Linked DNA regions of Oncorhynchus mykiss: region 2 is linked to region 1. The links are chromatin contacts, called in public Hi-C maps. All regions are on one chromosome and are shown on one strand. Each heading gives the region's core, a stretch centred on a gene start, on an enhancer-like site or on the middle of the called end of the contact. The rest is flanking DNA. Distances are from core to core; before and after follow the strand shown. Region 1 holds the start of osgn1 (oxidative stress induced growth inhibitor 1). Region 2 holds the start of romo1 (reactive oxygen species modulator 1).

Region 1 (7,401 bases), core at 3,277-5,776:
AATTATTCACAACCTTAGAAAGCGCTGTCCATCTTGTTATGTTAGGCTTTGAAACCTGTTGTTGAACTTCTTTCTTCAAATTGATCAATCACAGTGAGGTGAGTTTTAAAAGCATGATACTGTTTTGATGATTAGTGTTTGATGCGACTTTTGATTGCATTTGCATTGATGTCAGTGTGGTTAGGGACAACAGGTCCATGAGTACCAGGCCATTAGCGACCTGATGGTCATTAGTGAGTTGGGTACCACCAAGCATGTCCGGAGTGCATAAGAGATTACCGTGATGTCAAATTTTACTGCAGTAATGGCTTGTGACTGCTGGTGTGGTGGTAATATGTTCACCGCAAAAGCCCTACATACAGAATGTTTGAGGGCTCATCAAGAATGTAAAAATCTGATATGAGAATCAACCATGAATAGCAGTCAAAAAAGTATGTATAAAAATATACTTGGCTTTTAAGAATGCCTCGCTTAAGAACAGGCTAAAAAAGTTGAGTCATTTGACATAGGTGTTCTTCTTAAAAGGGGAGCACACAAGGGCCTTCATTCTAAGAAACTAGGTTCTTATGGGGTCGTTCCACCACAAAAAGCACAAGAAAGGGGATTGACACCCACCATCTGACTGTTCCGACATTGTTTGTTGTAAGAAACATAACATTAACATTCCTGCGACATTATTGTGTTGAAATAGAATCTCGTCTCTGACATATTAAGGTAATTGACTGCAAACAAATTGACTATTTTAATTTACACGATTCATATCATTTTCAATACATATAGTACTTAACATCCAAACGTTTCTTTCTAACTATGAGTAAGAATCCAAAGAAATGTTAAGCCACCCACCTCATACCCAACAATGAGTATACAGTATCAGTTATCTATGAATAGTATGGAGATGTATTGTTTTTCATCCTATGCAATGTATTCTCAGTGAATTTGATGGTGTTTCTTCCCCCCCCCCCCCGTTCATAGAAAATATCAAATTGAAGTTGTTAGGTTTATGTCCCATCCTACATCCTGAAACTACCATGTTCTGCAATAAATTATTTTAATTTCTCAGTGATCCAATTATCTTTCAACAAAAATAATGTTGTAGAAATGATAATCATAACGGTTTCTAACTACAGAAATCATTTTAGAACAATCTGAGATGGTGGGTGTCATATCTTGGAACGACCCGATAGCCTTGTGAGTCTACTAGGATCTAGGGCACTTGACATTTTGGTGACAATGCATCCTTTCACCCACCGTATGCAATTTGGAAATTGCCTCAGAAGAGAAACACTGTTGTGCAAAGTGTTACTTCCTTCCCTATAATACCGGTAGCAGTTTCATAGTCTAGTCCCTGAGAAGATCTTTGACCAAATTCCCTACTGTGTGTAGAAATAACTTCTAACCAAATCTGGTTTTATAGTCAAGTCTTTCAGAGCTGAATGTGTACAGTAACCCCAGTCTTACCGATGACAACAACTGGCAGAATCTCTCTGGGAAGGATATCTTTATTTTGCAGGTCCATGGCTACTGTATGCTTTTATCTGCAAGGAGAGAAAAAAAAGGGACGTTAACCATTAGCCTTTAAATTCCTGCTCTGGTCTTCTACTTCAGTACATTTCCACAGTCCACCAATGACACATCGCTGTCCGACACCATTGCCAAGCTGGTTTCCATAACTGCACATAAAAAGAAACAAAACACTTCCGTCTGGGCGAGACCAGCCTCCGTGTCCTCAAGTCAAGGTGAACGTGTACAGATAAGATAAATGTGGAACGGAAACTGCAGCTAAAACTCAACTCAAATAGTTGAGGGAGAACACTTAAAATGGCTGGGAAGGGTCCAATAGTGATCTAATTTAGCCAGGAAGGGGGCGAGGACAGCTTTAAGCATGTAAGGGGAGAAGTAGTACAGTAGTGAAGTGAGTAATGGGGGGGAAGAGACAGGTCATACCAGAAAGCTCTGGGACCCCTACTGGATCCTTGCAGAGGCTTACAGCAAGCAGCGTGGTTATACAACTCACTTTGCATGTAAGCGTGACTCGGCAGAAAGTTTAAAGCGATAGCGCAGCAAGCAGCTTTTTTATCATCTCAATCCGGCTGAGCCGGACTCACAATGCAAAGGAAACTATGTGAACTGACTAAGATTTGACTGTTACAAGCAGATGTTCCTTACCTTTTCTAGTGACAGTCAGTGCAATATTATTTAAATACTTTAACCCATATTATTTATAGGCTTATATAGAACAGCTGGACAGGATTAAAGTGAGATATTAGCCTACACAAGATCTAGGTTAAGATGTCCTTGTTAAAAACATTTTGTCAGACCACAACATAAATATTGACATTTCAAATGTTTTTTTCTTGTATTCATCCCAAAGAATTACATTGTGCTCAGTTGTCACATTACTTACTGTCGTCTCTGTCTGCCTGCCTTTCAGTACATGTGTCAGTCTGTACTTGTCCGTGAATGACATGTCAGTGATCAAAGCCTGCATACATTTGCAGTCGTTACAGCTACATATTTTGTCAAGGTAGGTCATGCTGGGGGCGAAGGCTTACTTGTCTGAAATGGGACAACTAATAGCTCAATTTGTCAAACTGCACCTCTCCTGTAAACGTTTCAACTAAAGAGTATTTTCGTGGTTAAATAAACTTGGCAGACGATTGTCTATAAAATATTGTTCAAGAAAGCAGTCATAACCAAACAAGTCAACTTTACAGTAAACTTTTTCTCCGCCCACAGCCTTTTTTCTACGCCTAGTATGATAGGCCTGGGGTAGCCCAAAGGCCGGCAGATGCCGATGTTGGGTCGTTTCATCTTAACGTCTAAAGGGACTGTACGAAGCCCGCTAGACACTCGTATCCCCCATGGACCGGTTCGAAACATAAAATATTCAGTCTGGAAAGGCAAAGTTTTCCTCCTTAACTCGATTTAATGGAGAGAAGGCGGAAAAAAAGCAGGTGAAATATGCATTCTTTATGAAACACCATTTTCCACCACCATCCTAGAGTGGCTAATGCTAGTTCCGGATGTTGCGTATTACGTACAGCCAATCAGGTTGCAGTAGCCTGTTTACCTTTTGTCTGAATGCTGTACTCAATGTCAGGAATTAGCATTAGCCACCATAGCATGGCAGTGGAAAATGGTGTTTCATAAAGAAGGTAACGAAATGTTTAAACTAGAGAGAAAATGTGATTATTGAAAAAATCTTGGGAGTTTGCTTCATTTACTATCATCCTAAATTAAGATATAATTATTTTGCCATATCTAATTCATGATTATTATGCTACTTTCCATAATGTGGACAATATGTGTTACTACATTACACATGCAGAAGTTTTGGACCACATACAATTGAGGGGAATTACTTTTTTTTTTTTTTTTTACCTCAGACTGGTGGTGTTAGTTTAAAAGTTCATAGTCATGATGACAAGATCAATTGCTTAAAACATTTTTTTTTTTCTTCCCCCAGTTGATTTCATCATTGGTTTTGTACTGTTGATTTCGTCTTAGAACACATCTAGGAACAGGTTTGCCTTGCATAAACAGAGTCCCTTTGGACGGTAAAATTAAACGACTCAATCCCGCCATCTGCCGGTCTTTGTTTCACTGTACCAATGATGTAATCCTGCCAGAGCACCACATGAGGTTATGATATAACTGCGAACGACTCAATGCGCTATGGTTATAAATAATGTGCCATGTTAAACATAAATGTAATACATGTCAATATTCGCCATGCTAGCTGAAAATGCTTGTCAAATTAGCTCGCTAGGTTCGAATGAATCATGGGTCCTATATTATAGCCAATAATTTCCGTCCATGCGCTACGCGAGACCTGCACAGTACCCGCAACCAAGCCCGATTGTAAGTCTCGTAGTGGACCATCTGACGGCAGCCGACGCAGCCTTCTAACTGGACTGTAGCCTTCTAACTGGACTGTAGCCTAATTGTCGATAGATTAAAGTTACACACACAACCTGAATTCAACGCAAAACGTCTAGACTGATAGCCTTGTTTAAATGATTTAGATTTCTACTTTAATGCTGGGTTCCCGTCTACGGTTTCCATCCGCAACCGGCACATTGAAACCACGTCAAATTCGCTATTTACCAACAGACACATCAGCAAGCCTAGAAGACGTCGGAGAAAAGCTAAATGGGCCCAATAAGGAGAACGAAAATGTTGAAATATTGACTACAATGTTTCCACTTACCGATAGCTATGAAGACAAGGCTACCGTTGATATCCCTTAAACGTTGCTAGTTATCAAACGCCTACCCTTGATGAAAACCTTCGATTCCTTCCCCAGGCAGGTTCAACCGACTGCAATCTCTAAAGATATGCCTCAAATTCTCGTTATGTGACTCTTTCACCGACATGTGTAAAATGCTGCAATGTTACGGTAACCCGCGATGGAGGAAGAGCATGAACTAATTTTATAATTCCTATTTGCGTTGTGTTCACCAGCCACTCATGGTCACCTTCTTCTTCGTCTTTTGGGATTGGGTTGGTGGATCGCATCCAACTTTAAAGTGCATACACCGCCACCTACTGTACTGAAGTGTGAGCCCAGTCACGGCCTACCTACATTAAATTATCTTAATTATTCCGGTTCCTAAATAATAATAATAATTACACCAATTAACCCTACACCTATATATCACTATTTCATAAAACATGTAAATCACCACCCCATTAACTATTTTGCATTCAAATATTGTATACCCAGGTACTTCTCTTCAACTGCCACCGATACTCATTAAAAACCCACTCCCCCATTCCACTACTTTGACCCTATCTGCTCCTGCACCATGTCAACATACTGGGATGACGGGACACCATCCCTCAACACACCCTGTAGTTCTTCTGAATTCAAATCTCGTATACCCAAATACTTCTATGCAGCTTCCACCACAGCATATATTTTCTGTGAGTTTACATTCCATTTCTGCAGTACAGTTGATAACCATTGCTACGAAGCCAACCTTACTCAAACATAAATCACTCATTGTCCTATCCCTCTGTGCTGGTAAAAATCTACTCACTGGGATCCTCTCAGGGTCCCTCACCCTTGACCCATTATCCTCTACTTTTTTCACTGCCTCAACATACAACACTTCCTGCACAACTCTGACTCTGGCCACTTCAACCTGCCTCTCTCGTCATGGTCATCTGAAGATAATGCTTGAAATTACTATAGGCTTCCTCCTTGATGATGCAATCTGCGCTATCTGGGATCCTTGGGACGTCCCTACCCCATTGAAATTTACATCTTGAATGCTAGGGATTAGGGTTTAGGGTATGGACGTCCCAAGGATCACAGATAGCACTGAACATCATGCAAGCAACTGGGCAAGTTTGTTTTGAATGGTCTGGTGCCGAGGGTGGATGGAGATTTCCCTCAAGGACAAATGGAATGATCTCAAATGAAGAACGGTGTGATTTCTACCCACAATTCGGGGCCGCAATTCGCATGCCTTCCTGCATGCGTTCACACACTTGCAGAGGCCACTTACCACGTTCACATCCTAGTTGGAACTAGAAAACTCTGAAATTTCCGACTTGCTGACTTGTTGAACTACAAGCATGTCGGAAATGTTTGAGTTTACTAGTTCAGTCTAGCATGTGAACGCGGCAACTCTCACTATTGAAGGTAGCTGAACCCATGGCTGTGTTCAAGATCATCAAAACCGGGATGAGTCATGGGTAAATTGTGACTGACTGATCTACGAATAATATTGAGTAGTTTTTAGGATGCAAGGTGATTTGTAGATCAGTCAGTTTCGACTTGCCTTTAAACACAATGTCGAACGAGCCCTGTGTGTCTTGTGTACTTTGTTTGTTTGCGAGTGTTTCTTGTTATAATCATTCCAAATACTTTTATATAGTCAATAAGTTTCTAAAAACGCTTCTGTTTCTGTATTTGTAATGTATGCGTGTTTACGTTTAAATGTTGTTTATGGTGTGTCTATGACTGAAACATTGTTTCCCCTGCTGCTTTCTTGGTTGAACCAGGTCTCTCTTTAAAAATATATTTTATCTCAACGAGCCTAACCTGGATAAATAAAGGATAAAAAAATAACAAATGTAGGCATTCTTGCACATGCAGGAACCCCTCTTTATACTTCTATTGGTAGATTTTTAAGCTAGGTCTCCGGTACACAGGCAGGAGCACTCCAGCACAGTAGGTGGCGGTAATGCACCAATAACACAGGTGGGAGGCGAGGGCCGCGATCTAGGACACTGGTAGACACGACTAGACAGTGTCCTATGGGGGGTGATAAGAGGCATATATAAGCCAAGGCAACCGTACCACCGTGTGGCTGTTGCCTAGCATTGCACGTCTGACTGACATGACATGATACAAACACCTTACTAACGTCTGCGTGACGCCTGTGTCGCATGTTAATAAAAGTCATAATGTGCATAGTTTATATTTATATTAATAAAATCTCAACCATATGTGTTGGAAACGTACAATGTTTCCCGTGCAAGCAGACATTCCGACGTAGCCACCTTGAACTACAGTGTAGCCTACGTCTTGTGTATTTCCTGTTATCGCTAATGGCCTAGAAAGGATGATGTCCAATCTATAGGTAATCTGTCTTTCCCTCAACACCTCCTGGCATGGTATGTTATCTTTTCTCGCTGCATACAGATCTAAATGTTGTTGGCCAATCACAGACTGTGATGTAACCAGTTCCCAGTAACCTACATTTGAGAACCAATAAGGGTTGTGTCCACGGCTTTCAGTCGAACCAATAAGAGTTGTGTCCACGGCTTTCAGTCGAATATAGAGGAGTTAATTAGGTGCTATTCAGGATCCTTGGGATGTCCCTACCTCAAACAAGTATAAATGTAAAATGGTTAAGTTTAGGGTAAGAACGACCCAAGGAATACGGATAGCAGTGACCGTTCACAGAGTGAGAGACTGGCACGGTATTTGAGAGCTCGGCGGCTTCACAGACATTAATTCGTTATATGTTTTACAAGCAGCAGAAGCGATTTGCGAGTGTCTGCCCTAGATAGTTTCCTTAGAGACGATGAAAATAATTACCAAAATGTACTTGATCCAATTGAGGAGTAAGTAGGCTATATTTAAGTAGTGATATCGTTAGGAAATATTTAGGCCTACTGTGTTAAGGCAAATTTGGTTTATTTGAAAATAATTACTAAACACATGAATAAAGGAAACATACCTAATTGGCTGCTTATTACAGAAGGGAGGATGTCAAAAACTTCACACTTATTATTCCTGGCATGAATTTACGCTTCAGCCTTAATTATGATAACGTTACCATCCTAACATATACACTTCAACCTTTGCGAACAACACGCAAAGACATGAAAACTTAGCTAACACAGATTGCCTTCACTCCAAAGGTGTGTTGCTACGATAAT
Region 2 (7,401 bases), core at 2,955-5,454, 290 kb before region 1:
TCATGGAATTTGTTTTGTCATCTCATGTAGATTTGGGACAAGAGGAAGGTGACATTTTTGACCCCAGTAAGCTAGATCCTGAGCGCTGTGAAAGCTGTTACGGAGCAGAGATGGAAGATTTGAAGTGAGTTTCCAAGACATGAATGCCTTCCAAGGCATTACAGAACATACAGTGCATCTACTACACCATCTTCCCATGATGGAAAAGGGGGTTTCTCTGTCAATTTCATAACTAAAATCCCTTGACTGTGAAATTGGACTTGCTACAAAGTATTTGAGGTTTTGTTTTAAAATATGACTGCCCCCCACCTTTTTAAGACCTTAGATATTTTTCAGAACATAGACCATGAATGAATGAGATTATCTATTGTCCAAAATTTTTATGTGACAATGACATATTTCCTGTGCTTTTCTGTAGGTGCTGTAACACCTGCGATGATGTACGAGAAGCCTATCGCAGGCGGGGTTGGGCCTTCAAGAACCCCGACACCATCGAGCAGTGCAAGAGGGAGGGCTTCAGCCAAAAGATGCAGGAGCAGAAAAACGAGGGCTGCCAGATCTACGGCTTTCTGGAGGTCAACAAGGTAACTAGACTTCCATGGATAATTTGGCTAAGTTCATAATCAAAAGAATAGTCAGTACTCGCACTCTGATTTACACTCCAAAAGGGGATGTTTTATTTCATGGCTGACAGTGTTTAAACCATTGCCTGGTCTTCAAATGGTCAGGTTAGAAACAGCATGATTTGTTAGAAACAACAACAAAGGAATCATCACTTTTTGGGAGCATAATTCTGTGTGGTTATTTAAAAAGAAATAGGGATGGAAGTGTACTGTAACTGGGAGTTATATTTTGTGAGGTGCTTTAATGCATTTATATACATTTTCAATCTGCAAATATTATGTTCATTGTCTGTCTTTCTTTTAAACTCTTTGTCTGTTTTTTTGTTAGGTGGCAGGAAATTTCCACTTTGCCCCTGGAAAGAGTTTCCAGCAGTCCCATGTTCATGGTAAGACCTGCATTTTACTATCCTAAGTGTGGACAACCCAAATCTGATTTTCTTTCTGTATACAATCTTTTTTTCTGACTCCACAAATTTTATCAGATTTGTGCATTCATACTGATCTGAATTGGGCTGCCTATGTAAATGCAACCCCGGTCGAAATGGGTTGGTCCCCTGGTCTTATATCAATTATCAATTAAGTAAGAATTCTGTTTTCCATCAATACCCATGACAGAAAGTCAATCCTCTGAATTGCACAAAGACAAACGGGTAGCAGACTGATTTGGGTTGGAAATCAAAAATTGCTTACTTGCTACCAGAAACACCTTGTGATTTATTAAAACAGTCTGTCTCAGACCAGGTACAGACCCTTTTGTAGTGTAGTTTGCCCCTAGCACATTCTCAGAGGATAGCAAGGAAAGACCAATGTTAACCGGTAAGTTCACTTGCAAGTCACTATGCCAGTAGGCATTTCTAGTGCATCCATAACTAATCTTTCCAGTAAAACACTCGTAAATCCTTTTGTAAATGGTGCATGTTTTTCTTTTTCATCATTCCTTTCGTTGTCTTATGCTAGACTTCTTCCGTTCTTTCCTAATAGGATCCGCTGCAATCTCAGTAATTAATTGTAGCTCTTTTTTTTCTCATGAAAACATCTGATCTTTATGGCAGAGGTGAAAATGTGTCAAACTAAGTAGCTCTTTTTTTCTACATATAAACGTAACGTTTTGACTGTAAATGGATAATTGACTCACTTGCTTTATCATTGTTGCCTACTGATAACACTAACTTACTAATCAAGTTATTTTGCATTGACACTTACACTCTGGATAAATATGAATGTGAAATGTATTAATTTGTTTGGCATACTGATCGCAAAACATTTATTGCAATGGATTTTACAAATTAAATCATGTTACTCGGCTTGACAGAAGTTGACAATTGCACTCCAACTGTGGAAGCGGGCATAAGAGCAGAAGTCGTTACTATAAAAATTCTTACTGATGTAACCTTTGTAACTGTGTGACAATACAGGCATATTTGTCATTGAGGCACTGTTGTAATTTCATTTACCCTAATAACTAATTTCTCAAGAATTGCTGATAGAGTAGCATGGTACATAACCAGATGAAGTTGTAGGCCCAAAGTACTATACTCGCTATAAACTTGCTTGGAAGCATTGAAAGGTTTCTTTTGTCATCAACACAATGTACAGAAAGTATAGAGCAGAAGGATTCACCAGCTCAATGCTGATTTTATTTGCTAGACTAGTACTACTGTCCATGTCTGCTTAAAGGCAGAAATAAGAGACAAGAATCCCTTTTTGAAAAGAATTTGGCCATATATGAAATACCAGATGTGATGAACCCCCTTCAGAGGCATATTGCCTTTGGCCAGCCTCTTTTTCTATGTAGCCCAACATGCGTCATATAGTGACTCTTCTCTCTTCTTTCTGCAGTGCACGCTGTGGAAAGTAAGTCCATCTTTTTGTAGCTTTTATTTTTGTAGTAAACGTCCCCCCCTTACCCTGGTCCCAGATCTGTTTGTGCTCCTCTATTCCCTTGCTGTCCTTGTCATGACAATGAGTTGGCGTAAGAGCACAAACAGACTGGCACTCAGGCCACATCCCTCCCTTCTAAATTGATCCAGTCAAATATCAAACTTTGTTTATGAAGAGGTTGTCAGTCAGAATTGACCCTGTTATTAAATTAAAGCCTAGCGAAGACAACCAAAGCTGCTTCTAACTTGTGGTTTAAAACAGTCCTTTTGAATAACCAGCGTGTGATTGTTGGTTTGATCTTTATTGGAGGTGGTACAAGCAGTAATCTAGATCACATTTCGGAGGGCTCAACAATTATAACTTGTAATGGGAGAGTCGTAGATTGAGTAGTAAGCCCTCATAACTGCCAGAACATAACTGATGATGCTATCACAGCATTACTAACATCTTGTCTCAAATTATTTTCAGTTCATGATCTGCAGAGTTTTGGACTAGACAACGTAAGTACATTTGACAAATCTTGTCTTGCCCAGGCAATGTTCTCCATACACGTGAGCACTTATTTGTGTTGTCCTACAGATCAACATGACTCACTTTATCAAGCATCTGTCCTTTGGGAGAGACTACCCTGGTATCGTCAATCCTTTGGATGGTACCAATGTTGCAGCACCACAAGGTTAGTCATCCCATTTATCAAAAGCCCCACACCAAACATTTGGCCTACTACCAGCAATTGAAATCACAGCATTTATTGACATAATTTCTCCATCGTTCTGGGACAAAGTGTGACATGGGAATGAGTTATGACAAAAGTCCCACTATGTAATTTTCAGTAAGTATGGTAGGTGGTCTCAGCAGCGGATGCCCATCCCAATGGACATAAATGTACCAAATGTGCCTCCACTCTGCATCATCGTCTTCCCAACTCCTCCCATCAGCTCTCTGCCTCTCATGCCAACCCTGAGGGAAGAAAAAATACAGCATTTGAACAAAATTTCAAAACAATCGAGTTCTATTGAACAAACCACAATATGCAGTGTGGATGCCTGCAACAAAAACATGTAAAGAAATGATGCCCAAACACACTATTGCATTCTTACAAAGTGTATTGCATTTCAGTGTAGGCTTACTTGTAATAGGTAGATAGCTAGACGTTGGGTTAACTTAACTAACCTTAGACAGGAAAAGGTTCCAAACATGGCACCAGCTGCCATCCCAACAGCGAAGCCCATCATGAATCCCATTTTAATTCTGTCAATGCAGGCTGGCTGTTGCTGGCCATACGGTCCTACTGCCACTGGCATCTGTATTGAAAGAAAGTACAACCATCAAAATACATGGCAGGTTTATGAATCAGTTGCGCTAGCTAGGCGTTTGTAGCTAGCTTGCTACGTCGTAAGACTACACCAGTGGCTAAGCTTAAACGGTAAGTTAAGATAGCGGAGTTAGCTAGCTAAGCTATCAACGTTATTTGCCACCGAAAACAGATTGATATGTAGCTAATGTCACGAACGTTGTCCACCCTTTATCTCGAGCTTCTGTTTACCCAGCTAGCTAGCTGCGTTTTGGCTGGCTAACTGGTTTGCATGTCACCTAGGTCAGGCCTTGAAGACATTTGAAAAGATAGAACAATATAATAGTCGGGCGTTAACTATCATCACTATTATTCGCTCTAAGCAGCACTTACCTTGGTTTATTGCGTAATGTGAGTTATCGGTCACTAGAGAAGAAACCCCTTTTCGATGAGACTAGGTAGTTTGGAATGCTGTACTAACAGGCGGCCATTACTTGAGAGGATTGCGAAACCAACGCAGTGGAGACAAAGATCAGTTCGTGAACGATTCGTTTTTCTGAGTGAGTCGTTCATTTTAGTCGATCCTTTGACCTGCTAGCTGCAATGAATTCTACAGCAGGATTCAAGCGCGTTCCGACCAACAACTCTGTCATATGTGCGCAGGAAAAATAGATAATGCTGCAGGCAGCATAGTGAACAGATTTTGTAAAATGTTTTTCACCTTTATTTATCCAGGTAGGCTAGTTGAGAACAAGTTCTTATTTACAACTGCGACCTGGAATAGATAGTTGATAGCATGGTGCAAAAATGAATGCAATTGACTATTGAATGTTATGATGGACACAGCTTTGAAGAACCATAACATACAGACTCTGCTCAACAAACTCGAGAACGAATCGTTTGTGTTTCGCGAATGAATCACACTCACGGCAGTCAAGCAATGCATTTCGCCAAGAGTCGTTCACGATCTAGTCCTTTTGCGGCCAAACTAGATCTCCGTTTCAAATGTACCAATAAATAGTCGTATTTGTAAGCTTAGCATTCAACAAATGTAAATTTGTTTAAAGCACGCTTCTACAAGTGGGGGGGGGGGGGGGGGGGAATAATGTGTTCATCGTTCGACGGTAGGGATCAGTCAGTAAAAAAAAAAACTACTGTTGTATTCGGCGCATGTGACGAATACATTTCGATTTACAAAAAAAAAAAAACATTACAAAAAAAACAGTCAGGGGAGGGGGGGGTGGAAGAGAGAGAGAATGTGTTCATCGTTCGACGGTAGGGGTCAGTCAGTAAAAAAAAAAACTACTGTTGTATTCGGCGCATGTGACGAATACATTTCGATTTACAAAAAAAAAAAACATTACAAAAAAATCAGTCAGGGGAGGGGGGGGGGGTGGAAGAGAGAGAGAATGTGTTCATCGTTCGACGGTAGGGGTCCACCGTGCTCTGGGCTTTACTGACTCAAATGAACGAAGTTAGTCAACAGATTCGTTCTTCTGACTGGGCGAGTTGAAAAGATCAGTCAGTAAAAAAAAAAGAACTTCCGGTCACTTGATAGAAATGATCATTTTGTGAACGTCGAGAACCGAATCACATCTGTGAAAGGATATACTGAAAATTTGAGCCCCAGGCATCGATTATCTGATAAGTTATACTAACATTCTCTGAAGATGGTAATTCTTGACTGATTTTTTTGTAATGTTTTTTTTTTTGTAAATCAAAATGTATTTGTCACATGCGCCGAATACAACAGTAGTCCTTACCGTGAAATGTTTACTTACAAGCCCTTAACCAACAATGCCGTTTTAAGAAAATATTTAGCAAGCAGCAGCAGTGTAAAAACAAGGGGGGGGGGGGTCAATGCAAATAGTCCGGGTGGCCATTTGATTAATTGTTCAGTCTTATTGTCCTACATCTGTTAATGAGCCTTTTGGACCTAGACTTGGTGCTCCCCTACAGCTTGCTGTGCTGTAGCAGAGAGAACAGTCTATGACTTGAGTGACTGTAGTCTTTGCCCATTTTGGGGGCCTATCTCTGACACTGCTAGTAGAGGTCCTGGATGGCAGGAGGCTTGGCCCCAGTGATGTACTGGGCCGTACACACTACCCTCTGTAGCAGCCTTGTGGTCGTATGCCAAGCAGTTGACATACCAGGCGGTGATGCAACCAGTATGCTCTTGATGGTGCAGCTGTAGAACTTGTTGAGGACCTGGTCTCCTGAGTGGGAAAAGACATTGTCGTGCCCTCTTCACGACTCTCTTGGTGTATTTGGAACATGGTAGTTTGGTGGTGATGTGGACACTAAGGAACTTGAAGCTCTCGACTCGCTCCACTACAGCCCCGTTGATGTGAATGTAATTTTGTCATGTAACATTTTTATTTGAACTCGCATTTCACGATCTGAGATAATGGTAGGCAACATTTTAGGCTTTACATTAGAAATATGTACATTTTATTTTCATAAATGTTTAAGCACTGAATGAAGAGTTGTTTGTGAGCCAAGTGAATGGCTCTTTTAGGTGAACAGCGCAAAAAGATCCTGCTCACCAAAAAGACTCAGAATGCTCATCGGTGTGTAGCCTGCTAATTATGTGGTGTCAATCTATAGCACTACCCTGCGTTCATGAGTGAAATGTTGCATTTCTGCAGACTACATGGGCTCTGCTGCTACACATTACAAAACAATCACTTGTTTTATTCCAGCATCCATGATGTATCAGTACTTTGTGAAAATTGTCCCAACCATCTACGTGAAATGGGATGGAGAGGTGAGTGAGTATACATTAGACATGACAGCTGTGAAATGAACTCGGGTGGGTAGTTATTGACCGTACCAACAAATTGTAGCTATTTGATGGAGTTAATTTAAATGTGATATAGCTATAAAATAAATTAAGGGAATTCATTATTGAATTGTTGTATATTTCCCTGTGCATGACTGTTTATGCATGCTAAGAAAGGTACTTAGGCTTAATGGACAAACATGGAAGGCTTTTGTATTGCTTGTGTCTTACAGGTGGTTAAAACAAACCAATTCTCTGTGACCCGACATGAGAAAGTAGCCAACGGGCTGATCGGAGACCAGGGCCTACCTGGGGTGTTTGTATTATATGAACTCTCCCCCATGATGGTGAAATTCACAGAGAAACAGCGGTAGGTAGCTTAAAACAAAATTGAAAATCCATATACAGTTGAAGTCAGAAGTCTACATACACCTTAGCCAAATACATTTAAACTCAGTTTTTCACAATTCTTGACATTTAATCCTCTTAAAAATTCCCTGTCTTAAGTCAGTTAGGATCACCACTTTATTTTAATAATGTGAAGTTGTTCGACGTTATGCGGAACATGTCCCAGTCCACGTGATCGAAGCAATCTTGAAGCATGGAATCCGATTGGTCGGACCAACGTTGGACAGACCTGAGCGCAGGTGCTTCCTGTTTTAGATTCTGTCTATAGGCTGGGAGCAACAAAATGGAGTCGTGGTCAGCTTTTCCAAAGGGAGGGCTTTATATGTGTCATGGAAGTTAGAATAACAGTGATCTAGGGTTTTGCCAGCCCTGGTAGCACAATCAATATGCTGATAGAATTTGGGGAGCCTTGT

Evidence for each region. Hi-C and Micro-C count contacts between places; a contact is called where the count stands out from the background.
Region 2: a contact with region 1 is called in a Hi-C map of liver, with 1.9 times the contacts expected there. The contact joins the promoter of romo1 here to the promoter of osgn1 in region 1. A contact is called at or near these places in 2 of 3 Hi-C or Micro-C datasets (blood and liver).

What each region holds. Positions count from the first base shown.
Region 1 is chr17:38,387,258-38,394,658 of USDA_OmykA_1.1, reverse strand. osgn1 (oxidative stress induced growth inhibitor 1) reads right to left here and starts at 4,526. Exons shown (of 6, transcript XM_036949854.1): 1 at 4,482-4,526; 2 at 1,462-1,538. The coding sequence starts at 1,519.
Region 2 is chr17:38,672,867-38,680,267 of USDA_OmykA_1.1, reverse strand. It overlaps romo1 (reactive oxygen species modulator 1), which reads right to left and starts at 4,204. Exons shown (of 3, transcript NM_001160686.2): 1 at 4,192-4,204; 2 at 3,678-3,808; 3 at 2,787-3,464. The coding sequence starts at 3,808. The coding sequence ends at 3,356. ergic3 (endoplasmic reticulum-Golgi intermediate compartment protein 3) reads left to right here. Exons shown (of 14, transcript XM_021568421.2): 5 at 31-124; 6 at 419-584; 7 at 952-1,009; 8 at 2,463-2,477; 9 at 2,973-3,004; 10 at 3,084-3,180; 11 at 6,501-6,565; 12 at 6,814-6,950.